Linked DNA regions of Callithrix jacchus: region 1 is linked to region 2. A link is a contact called in public Hi-C data. All regions are on one chromosome and are shown on one strand. Each heading gives the region's core, a stretch centred on a gene start, on an enhancer-like site or on the middle of the called end of the contact. The rest is flanking DNA. Distances are from core to core; before and after follow the strand shown.

What was found. A called contact is a pair of places that touch in the nucleus more often than the background predicts.
Region 1: a contact with region 2 is called in a Hi-C map of induced pluripotent stem cells, with 1.8 times the contacts expected there. The contact joins the promoter of NUP210 here to the enhancer-like site in region 2. A contact is called at or near these places in 2 of 3 Hi-C or Micro-C datasets (induced pluripotent stem cells and skeletal muscle).

Annotation. Positions count from the first base shown.
Region 1 is chr15:70,563,533-70,568,373 of calJac240_pri, forward strand. NUP210 (nucleoporin 210) reads right to left here and starts at 1,662. Exons shown (of 41, transcript XM_078351692.1): 1 at 1,481-1,662.
Region 2 is chr15:70,509,146-70,514,060 of calJac240_pri, forward strand. NUP210 (nucleoporin 210) reads right to left here. Exons shown (of 41, transcript XM_078351692.1): 5 at 1,723-1,819. Among named protein-coding and RNA genes, the nearest start is that of NUP210, 54 kb to the right of the region's middle. Within about 2 kb of position 2,641, at least 2 of the 16 cell types and tissues checked have an H3K27ac peak or open chromatin away from gene starts, as enhancers often do.

The sequences.
Region 1 (4,841 bases), core at 412-2,911, 53 kb after region 2:
GGGAATCTGTCTCCAAAAAATTAAAATTAAAATAAAAAATTAAAAATGCACAACAGATTTGAGCAGATATTCACTATGAAGATTACATGGGTGACATGAAAAGATACTCAACATCATTAGTCAAAATAGAAATCCAAATGTAATTCCAGCACTTGGGGAGGTCAAGGCCGGCGGATTACCTGAGGTCAGAAGTTCCAGACCAGCCTGACCAACATAGTGAAATCCTGTCTCTACTAAAAATACAAAATTAGTTGGACATGGTGGCACATGGCTTTAATCCAGCTACTTGGGAGGCTGAGGCAGGAAAATCACTTGAACCTGGGAGGCAGAGGTTGCAGTGAGCTGAGATTGTACCATTGTACTCCAGCCTGGGCAACAAGAGTAGAACTCTGTCTCGCAAAAAAATAAAAAGAAAAAAAGAAATGCAAATTAAACTCACTGTGTGCTACTACTACATAACAATTAGGATGGCTAAAATGGAAAAACTCAGGGCGCAGTGGCTCATGCCTGTAATCCTAACCCTTTGGGAGGTGGAAGCAGGAGGATTGCTTAAGTCCATGAGTTCAAGACCTGCCTGGGCAGCATAGGGAGGCCCCATCTCTACAAAAAAAAATGTCCGGGTGAGGTGGCCCATGGCTGTAATCCCAGCACTTTGGGAGGCCGAGGCAGGTGGATCACGAGGTCAAGAGATCGAGACCATCCTGGTCAACATGGTGAAACCCCATCTCTACTAAAAATACAAAAAATTAGCTGGGCATGGTGGCACGTGCCTGTAATCCCAGCTACTCAGGAGGCTGAGGCAGGAGAATTGCCTGAACCCAGGAGGCGGAGGTTGCGGTGAGCCGAGATCACACCATTGCACTCCAGCCTGGGTAACGAGAGCGAAACTCCGTCTCAAAAAAAAAAAAATCAAAATTAAATAAAAATAAAAATAAGTAGCCAGGCAGTGGTGGTGTGGGCCTGTGGTCCCAGCCACTTGGGAGACTAAGGTGGGAGGACTGCTTGAGCCAGGGAGATTGGGGCCACAATGAGCCATGATCATGCCACTGCACTCCAGCCTGGGTAACAGAGCAAGACCCTATCTCAAAAAAAAAAAAAAAAAAAAAAAAAAGATTAAAAATGAACAGACACTTCATAAAAGATCTATGAATGGCCATTAAGTACATGAAACTCACAATCATTAGCCATCAGAGAAATGCAAAGTAATACCACCAAGAGACACCATTTCCTATCCATCAGCACCACCTCAAATGAAGAGTGACACCAAATGCCGCCAAGGTTGTGGAACAAGTGGAACGCTGCAGGTGTGAGTTTGATCTCGAAGTCCCGACCTCAAGTGATCCGCACACCTCGGCTTCCCACTGCGCCGGGTCAAGCAGGCGTGAGTTTTTGAAACGGTACAATTGCTCTGGAGAACTGTTTGGCAGTTTCCTATAAAGTTAAACAAATTCTAAGACTTAAGCAACTCCTAACTACTTACCCAAGTCAAATGATACGTTCACCAAAAAATATCGAGCACAAATAAATGTTCATTGTGAGGTAGGAGGCAGCCAGGACAGGACTCCAGAACAGCTTTAAGATTGGCGGAAACTGAGAAGAGGCGCTAAAAGCCCCACTCCATGACTCACGCCCACCACCGCCATGATAGTTTACCGTTGCCGTGGCAACACCCGGACGTTACTGCCCCTTGCCGAGGCAACACCGGAAGCTCCCGCCCACTTTCTAGCTAATTCTGAATGACTATCCTCTTAACTAACGTATCTTTCGCAGTGGACCTAAATACGCCTACAAAACTGCCCATAGGTTGCTACCCTCTGCACAGTTCCTGTGGGGGAGGTCTTGCTATGCTAGAACAGTCATTGGAGCTGTAGCAGTGCCGCCGCCGCCGCCTCAGCAAAGCTGTTTTCTTCTATCTCCTCCGGCTGGCTCTTCAAGTTTTACTGGGCAAGCCAAGAACCTGTCCTGCGTTAGTAGGGCAGGTTCGTAATAGCCCAGCTGGAAGTAACGCAAATATGCGTCAATAGGAGAATGCATAAATTGTGGTGTATTCATAAAATGAATACTAGTCAGCAACACAAAGGAGGAAACTACTGGTAAACTTGAAAGCATGAGAAAATCCCATAGGCATAACTGTGGTTTTGTTTTTTAAGAGACGGTCTTGCTCTGCCGCCCAGGCTGGAGTGTGCAGTGGTGAGATTATAGCTCACTGCAGCCTCAGACTCCTGGGCTCAAGCGATGGTCCCAGGAGCCTCGGCATCCCAAAGTACTGGGTTTACAGGCTCGCGCCACGATGCCCGGCCACTGTTGAATGCTGCACGCAAAGAGATTGAGGACTCTAAGATTCCATTATTTGAAGTTCAGTAACAGGCGAAACTAGCCGATCACATTAGAAGTAAGAGCAGTGGTGGCCTCTAGTGGGGAGGGAAATTCTTTGGAAAGAGACAATTTCTTCAGCGGAGGAAAGGTTCTGTATCTTGATTTGGAGCTTGAGGACGTACATATATACTTAAGACCTGCGTATTATACCTTCACTAAAATATAATTCTTTTGGATTTGAAATTTTGATAACTAAACACATTTGGACATGGACACACCCAATATGTCCCAATTTATTAGGCTCATCCTGTGTGCGGCTGTCATTGAATCCTCCCCGCACCTCCTTAAGTGGGTACTATTACTATTCACATTGTTTAGATGAGAAAACACAAATGCAAAATACCTGAGCCACACTTGCCCAAGGTTTGCAGGATGGGAAGGTGACTTATTCAGCTTCAGGGGTTTGTGCTTCTGATCCCAGTGTTACCTGTTCTGGGCCCTGGGCTGATTGCTGGGAGCCCTCACGGAGCCCACAAACCAAAGGAGAAGACGGTGTGTGAGGTGGTGATGACCACAGGCCGTGCCTAGTCCATGGGGGATGGATGGGGGAAGACCCTAACTCCACCTGGGAGGGTGAGGTGGGTGTGGGAGAAATTCTGTTATGGGAGTGAGATCAGGGCCACTGGGGGCAAGGGCAGGGTTCGCCCTACAACATGGTCTCATAACCGAGCAGCTTAGCTTCAAAATACATTTGAAAAACCTTTTTTCTCCCTTTCTCTAGTCTTGGCCTTGAAACATACTCTTTGTTTCTCTCCCTTCCCACCAGATACTCCCTGCACTGTACTGGGCTAGTTTATCTAACTATGGGCTTGCTTAGAAATTCCAGGGACTGATCTTGAAATAAACCAGGGGTGAAGACCCAGTTGCAGAATCCTCCCCATCTGGAGATGGCCTCAAGGCTGTTAATCTACAACCCAGACAGTGTAGAGATAGCCCCAGCCTGTGCTGCTCCAGGTGGACAATAACTCAAGGTAGCACAAGACACACAGACCCTATATCCCGCACATTCCTGCATGCTTCTCATACCAAGTTTCCCTTCTTAACTACCATACCCAGGCCAAAATATGAAATGGTCTTTTGCAGGCATGAGCCTGGCCATTTCCTAATTTCTGCATTTGATTATTAAAATCGCTTTCCTTTTACCCCATCTCACTTCTCGTATCTGGCTTCCAACCGGTGAGCAGAGACTTGCATTTGCTGACAGTCTGACCAATCACCTCACCTGCGTGAACCTTTCACAACTCCCCTTGGCCTTCTGCCACAGTACCTAGACCTGACTGCACCTTGGATCCACCTGGGGAGCATATTGAAAGTAAAGATTCCCAGGTCCCTGTGGGGAGAGTCTCATGAAGAGCAGTACTTAAGATTAGATTCTGAGAGAGTCATTCCACCTCTGTGTCCCACACCCCAGGTAAGGGGTTGCTCTGATGTCTTCCAGAAGTTAGGTGAGAGCTTTGCCTGCTCTGTCTCAGTTCAGGAGTCTGTCCTTGGGATATGGTAAAAACCCTGGAGCAGGAGCTAGGACACTGACATATCATTTAGCAATCGTTGCATAACAAGCCACCACAAACTTCATTGCTTTAAGAAAGCAGTGACTTATTATTGTTTATGACTCTCTGGATCCGCTGAGTGATTCTGCTCTGGGCCACGTTTGGCTGACCCTGGCTGGGCTCTCCACTGCAGTCATCCAGCAACTCAGCTGGACTGGCAGGTCTAGCACAGCCTCACACACCTCTGCCATTGGCAGGAGGTCCTGACAACATGTGCCTGAGGTAGTCAGGACACATATTGGTTTTATACAGTTTAGGGAGACATGAGACACTAATCAATATATATAAGATGTACATTTGGCCCAGAAAGGTGGGACATCAAAGCGGGGAGGAGGCTTCCAGGTCACAGATAAGAGACAAACAGTTGCATTCTTTTGAATTTCTGATTAGCTTTTCGCTGAATGCACAATTTACAGGAATAGTCACTTATGCCTTAGTTTGGCTTAGTGAAACGATAGGGCAGAGGAAGCAATCAGATATGTATTTGTCTTACATGAGCAGAGGGATGACTTCAAGTATTGCCTGTTCTTTGTCCTCAAGGAATTTCTTTGTGGGTAATTGTAAGGGAGGTATGTAGCTTTTTAAAATCTTGACTGGGCACAGTAGCTCATGCCTGTAATCCCAGCACTTTGGGAGGCTGATGACTTGAGGTCAAGAGTTTGAGACAGCCTCACCAACATGGTGAAACCCTATCTCTACTAAAAATACAAAGGCTGAGGCGGGTGGATCACTTGAGGTCAAGAGTTCAAGACCAGCCTCACCAACATGATGAAATCGTGCCACTGCACTCCAGCCGAAATTGTGCCATTGCACTCCAGTCTGGGTGACACAGAGTGAGACTCTGTCTGAAAAGTAAATAAATAATAAAATAAAATTAATACCTGTAGCTGTCTTAGTTAGGAATGGAATGTGAGG
Region 2 (4,915 bases), core at 1,391-3,890:
GACTGGAATCCAAGTTTCTGACTCCCCTGCCCATGGTCATGGTTTTCAAAACACCAGAAACCACAGAGCTGGTCCAGAAGGCTCTGCCTCCAGGAGGGCAACTTGCTTGGCTCACAAAGGCATCAGGATGTAAAGATGTCTGCCTGAGTCACTGTGAGCTGAGCCCTGGACCACCACATCCCCAACATCCCCTCCGGCCTAGACCTGGACTCTAATGGCATAACGAGAGACCAGACAGTAAACTCCCCAACAAAGGACTTAGCATTATGAAGGAGTGAGAGAGGTACTTCCCCAGATCAGAAGCAAGTACAAGAACAGAGTGTCGATTCTGAGATATTCTGGCCAAAGACACAACATTCGGACCCTGGCCGTGAGGGAACAGCAGATGAACCCAAAACAAGGGCTGCTCTAAAGATAACTAGACTGTCCTCTTCACAAGCATCGTGGTGTCCAAAGTCAAAGCCCAGGAGACTTTCCCAGGCTGATAGAGACTAAGGGAAACAGAACACATGTGGCAGGTGACTCGGGGCTGCAATTTTTCTTTTTGCTGATAAGGATAAAACTGGGACAAGTAACCAAACTCAAGTGAGGTCTGAAGATGGTCAGCATCAATGTTCGTTTTCTAGCACCATGACTGCATGGTGGCTGTGCAGGACAATGTCCTTGATGGTTGTAAAGCACATGAAAATCATCAGGGTGACGGGACATGAGGCTGGCAATAGGCTCTCAGGTGAGTGAGGGAAATCACTTTTTGGACTGCATTGGCAGGTTTTCTACAGGCCTAAAGTTGCTGCAAAAAGAGACTCATTCAAAAGAGAAAAACATTCAAAAACAACTTTTAAAAAGGGACCATGCTTTTAAAAAATCACATAGCAAAACATGAGGAAAGCAGCACAGTTGCAAATACAAGCTCAGACCTGGGGCCTGCACCAGCACCAGCCAAGGACCCGTGTGGCTCTCCTCCTGCCCTGACCCACACGTGGCAGCACAGTGAGCCACTGACAGGAGACTAGAGCATCTCAAGAACTGAACCGCTCATTTTTTAACTACAAATAAATAGCCCTGGGGCCCATGACTCCCACGGCTGGTCTCTCCCATGGAGACAGTGAAGATCCACGGATCTGAGTTCAAACTCCAGCTCTGCCCTTCCTGAGCTCAGACAAGCAAATCGGCCTCTCCAAGTCTCAGCCTTTGGGAACACTCGATGGAGAGCACAGTTGTGTGCAAGCTCACATGGCAGCCAGGAGGATGACACAGGTCAAGACATTTAAGGCGTCCACCTCAAAACAAGTCTGGCTACACTGCCATATGGGGGACTTAACCCTGTTCCACCTAAGGCTGGCACACACAGCTGGCCCATGCGCCAGCCAAAACCTGGCTACCCTTTAACTAGCCTCCCAGAACTGCAGCCTGGGGCTACCCACACTTCCCCTGCACCCTGAGACAGCCATGTGTGTCTCATTTCTCCAGCTGGACGTCCCAAGCCTCTGACAACTTCCCACACGACACTCTCTGTGGGCTGCAGAAGCATCCAGGCTCCCGCACAATAGTATAAGTGAACCTTCCTCCTTAATCAGACACTTGGAATGTTGCAGGCATCCTGAGAATCTCCCAGGCTCCACACTGATTAAGATGAAAGCCCCTGGCCAGTGTGGACCTCACAGACATCCCGCTTCCCGCTTCCCTTCAAAGGGGGTCAGGCCTGACAGAGGCACCCCTTACCGCAGTGCATTGTGAGAGTCTGAGAACCTGTCCGCCTCGGAGTCCTTCACAATTGTCCACTCAAAGACCAGTCCGGCCAGGGTGCTGAAGGTGTTCCCTGTAAGAGCAGACGTGGGGGCAGATAGGCATGGAGTTAATTCCCCAGGGCTGAGGGAGGTGGGATAGGAGCTTCTGCCCCACACAGGAACGACACTCCACATCACCCACCACCAGGCAAGTGTCATGACCTGCATGTCAGGAGGGAAAACTGAGGCTGAAAGGAATGAAGACCTTCACAATCATGTGATCACTGGGGCAAGGCCAGGATTTGAACCCAGGGCTGTCAGGTGAAAGCTTGTGCTCTTCCTGCTGTGACTCCCTGCCTTTGACTGCAAGACCAGCTCAGTGCAGTGCTTAACACTGCTGCCCCACACGTCTGTGAGCATTCCAGAGTTTAGGAGGCTGCTCAGAAACCTGGGCCATTTGCTTCTGCTCACCACCTCCTGATAGTAAACTCCTCTCCCTCCCTGTGCAGGAGCAGGGATCCAGGGAGGAGGGGCATTACCCCAACTGTCTAGGGTCACACGACTCTTGTCTCTTTACGGGGGCCACATAGGTCCTTAGCCAGTGCTGGTGCAGGCTCCAGGTCTGAGCTTGTATTCACAACTGTGCTGCTTTCCTCATGATCTGCTACGTGATTTTTTAAAAGCACGGTCCCTTTTTAAAAGTGGAGGGCCAGGCCTAGCCAGCCTTAGCTCTAATGTCCTGGCTTGCTGCCTGGAAGCCTTCTGACCTGTCCTTTCCAATCAAGAAACAGATGCCACTTGGAAACCTAGTTCTTACCTTCCCTTGAAAGGCTGAAGATCCTGCCACTTCGACCTCATTCCCTGAGGGCCAGAAGCTGCTCGCCCTCTCTAGAAGGGGCCATGCCACACTATCTGCCAGCCCCTGATACCCCACACTATCTGCCAGCCCCTGATACCCCACACCTGTTCCACATCCCTCATCCACATTCCCTTTCTAACCAGCTCCCAATACAGGGTATCTGGGGGACAAGAAATGCTGTTTCTACAGTGCAAAGTGCAAGGTATTTAGAGTTGGACAGGCTTGGGGTCCTGCTTCTCTTCACCCCTATCCCTGGCCCCATGAAGTCTCAAGTCTCACATGAAACATTGCTTAGTGACATGTCTACAGTTCACAACAGCCCGCTTATGGATGGAGGTGGGGAAGGGCCTGCTGAGGAGTAAGGAGGCAGGGAAAGCTCTCAAGAAACTTCTGCCCAAAGTTTTGCTTTTTCCACCCAAAAAAAAGCTGTCAGTACTACTATGTGCAACAGACAGAGCCCTTGACTTTGAAGCCTCACAGCCAAGTTTAGATAGTAACCATGAAAGCCAGCAGTCCGGTTTCCAGATGATCTACCTCCCCTGTCCTGCAGGATGGCTGCAGGAAAATGTTAAGCAATTCAACTTAACAAACATTTACCTGATGCCAGCTGGGCAAAGTCCAGTGTCAGACACAAAAGGGTCCAGAAGAATGAACTGATCTCAGTCCTCCAAGCGCTGACCTCAAAAAGCCACAGTAGAAAATGTCTGGCACCCCAGGGTCAGTGAAGGGGCCACTCAAAAGCTGAGGGAAAGTGAAGGGAGGAACAAGTCCCACCTTGGGCAGCCAAGGAGGACTTCCTGGAGGAGAGCACACCTGAGAGGCAATGCCAGAGGAAGCATGGCTTCTGAAAGCAGAGTTCAGGAGGGGAAGGTGCTTCAGGCAGAAGAGACAGCATAAGGAAAGGTGAGGCAGGGCATCTTTGGAGACCCTGAGCTAGTCCAGTTCTGCTCATGCAAGAGGCATGAGTGGCCCAGGAAATAGCTGTGAGAACACTGACTGGAGGCAGGCACTCTACAGGCAGCTTCTGGCCAAAAAGGCAGATCCCAGCCACTTGGGAGGGCCCCCAATGCCCAGGAAAATGCAGCAGCAGGAGACAGCCCGTGCATCCAGGTGGAAAAGAGCTCAGGCAACAGTCAGGCATCCTGGATCCCAGCCCCTGCTTGGCCACCCATGAGCTGTGTGACTGTGGGCAAGTTACTGAGGCTGAACCTCAGCTTCCTTGTCTATACAGTGGGCATCAGACCATTTATAAGCACAATAAGACACTGTACTTACAAAGGGAACAAGACACTGCCTGGCATCTATGGGCAGCCAGGGTGCCACTGTTTGTTGAGCAATTATCTTTCTTGACATTCATCAATCTGATAAGGCACATCATTTCTGGGACTGACAGACACTCAAAGGTTCTAAAGGTCAAGTTCATCTTCACAGAGGAGACTTCTGACCATAAAAGAGTTTGCAGGCTCAGAAAAAAGGCAAAAGGGCCTGGCGCGATGGCTCACACCTGTAATCCCAACACTTTGGGAGGCCAGGGCAGGCAGATCACAAGGTCAGGCGATCAAGACCATCCTGGCCAACATGGTGAAACCTGTTTCTACTAAAAATGCAAAAATTAGCTAGCCATGGTGGCAGATGCCTGTAATCCCAACTATTAGGGAGGCTGAGGCAGGAGAATTGCTTGAACCTCGGAGGCAGAGGTTGCAGTGAGCCCAGATTGTGCCACTGCACTCCAGCCTGGTGACAGAGCAAGACTCACATCTCAAAAAAAAAGAAGAAAGAAAAAGAAAAAAGGCAAAAGAAATGATGAAGGTACTCATCAAAGTATGAGGACCCAGTAGAAAGCATGACACCCTCACAGTGGATGAGGACAAGGAAGGGAGTTAACCATTTCCTTGCTGCAAAGGTGGGGCTTTGACATGGGCTGTTGGTGAATGACTCAGTCTGTGGAGAATAGATGACGTCCTACTCTGGAACTGGCCGCAGGGGCCATCAACCCTTCAGGAGTGCAGGGAGTGTGAAAGGAAACCATCCAGGCCTCTGGGCACCCTCCTGGCATAACACTGACCTGGGAAGGCCTGGGCAGGCATCTCCCCAATCCCAACATCCCCACCACCTGCCTGGGGAGGACAGATGCACATTCAAGCAAAAAGTGACTTAAAGGGGGTTTAACTAGAACTACAAGGATGAACAATAGCAGGTTCTGACCAGGATGTGGAGATCACGGCACCTTCACACACTTCCCCCAGGAATCTGAAACACGGCAGCCACTTGCGAAACCTCCTGGCAGCTCCCAAACAGTTAAGCACAGTTATCCTATGCCCCGACAATT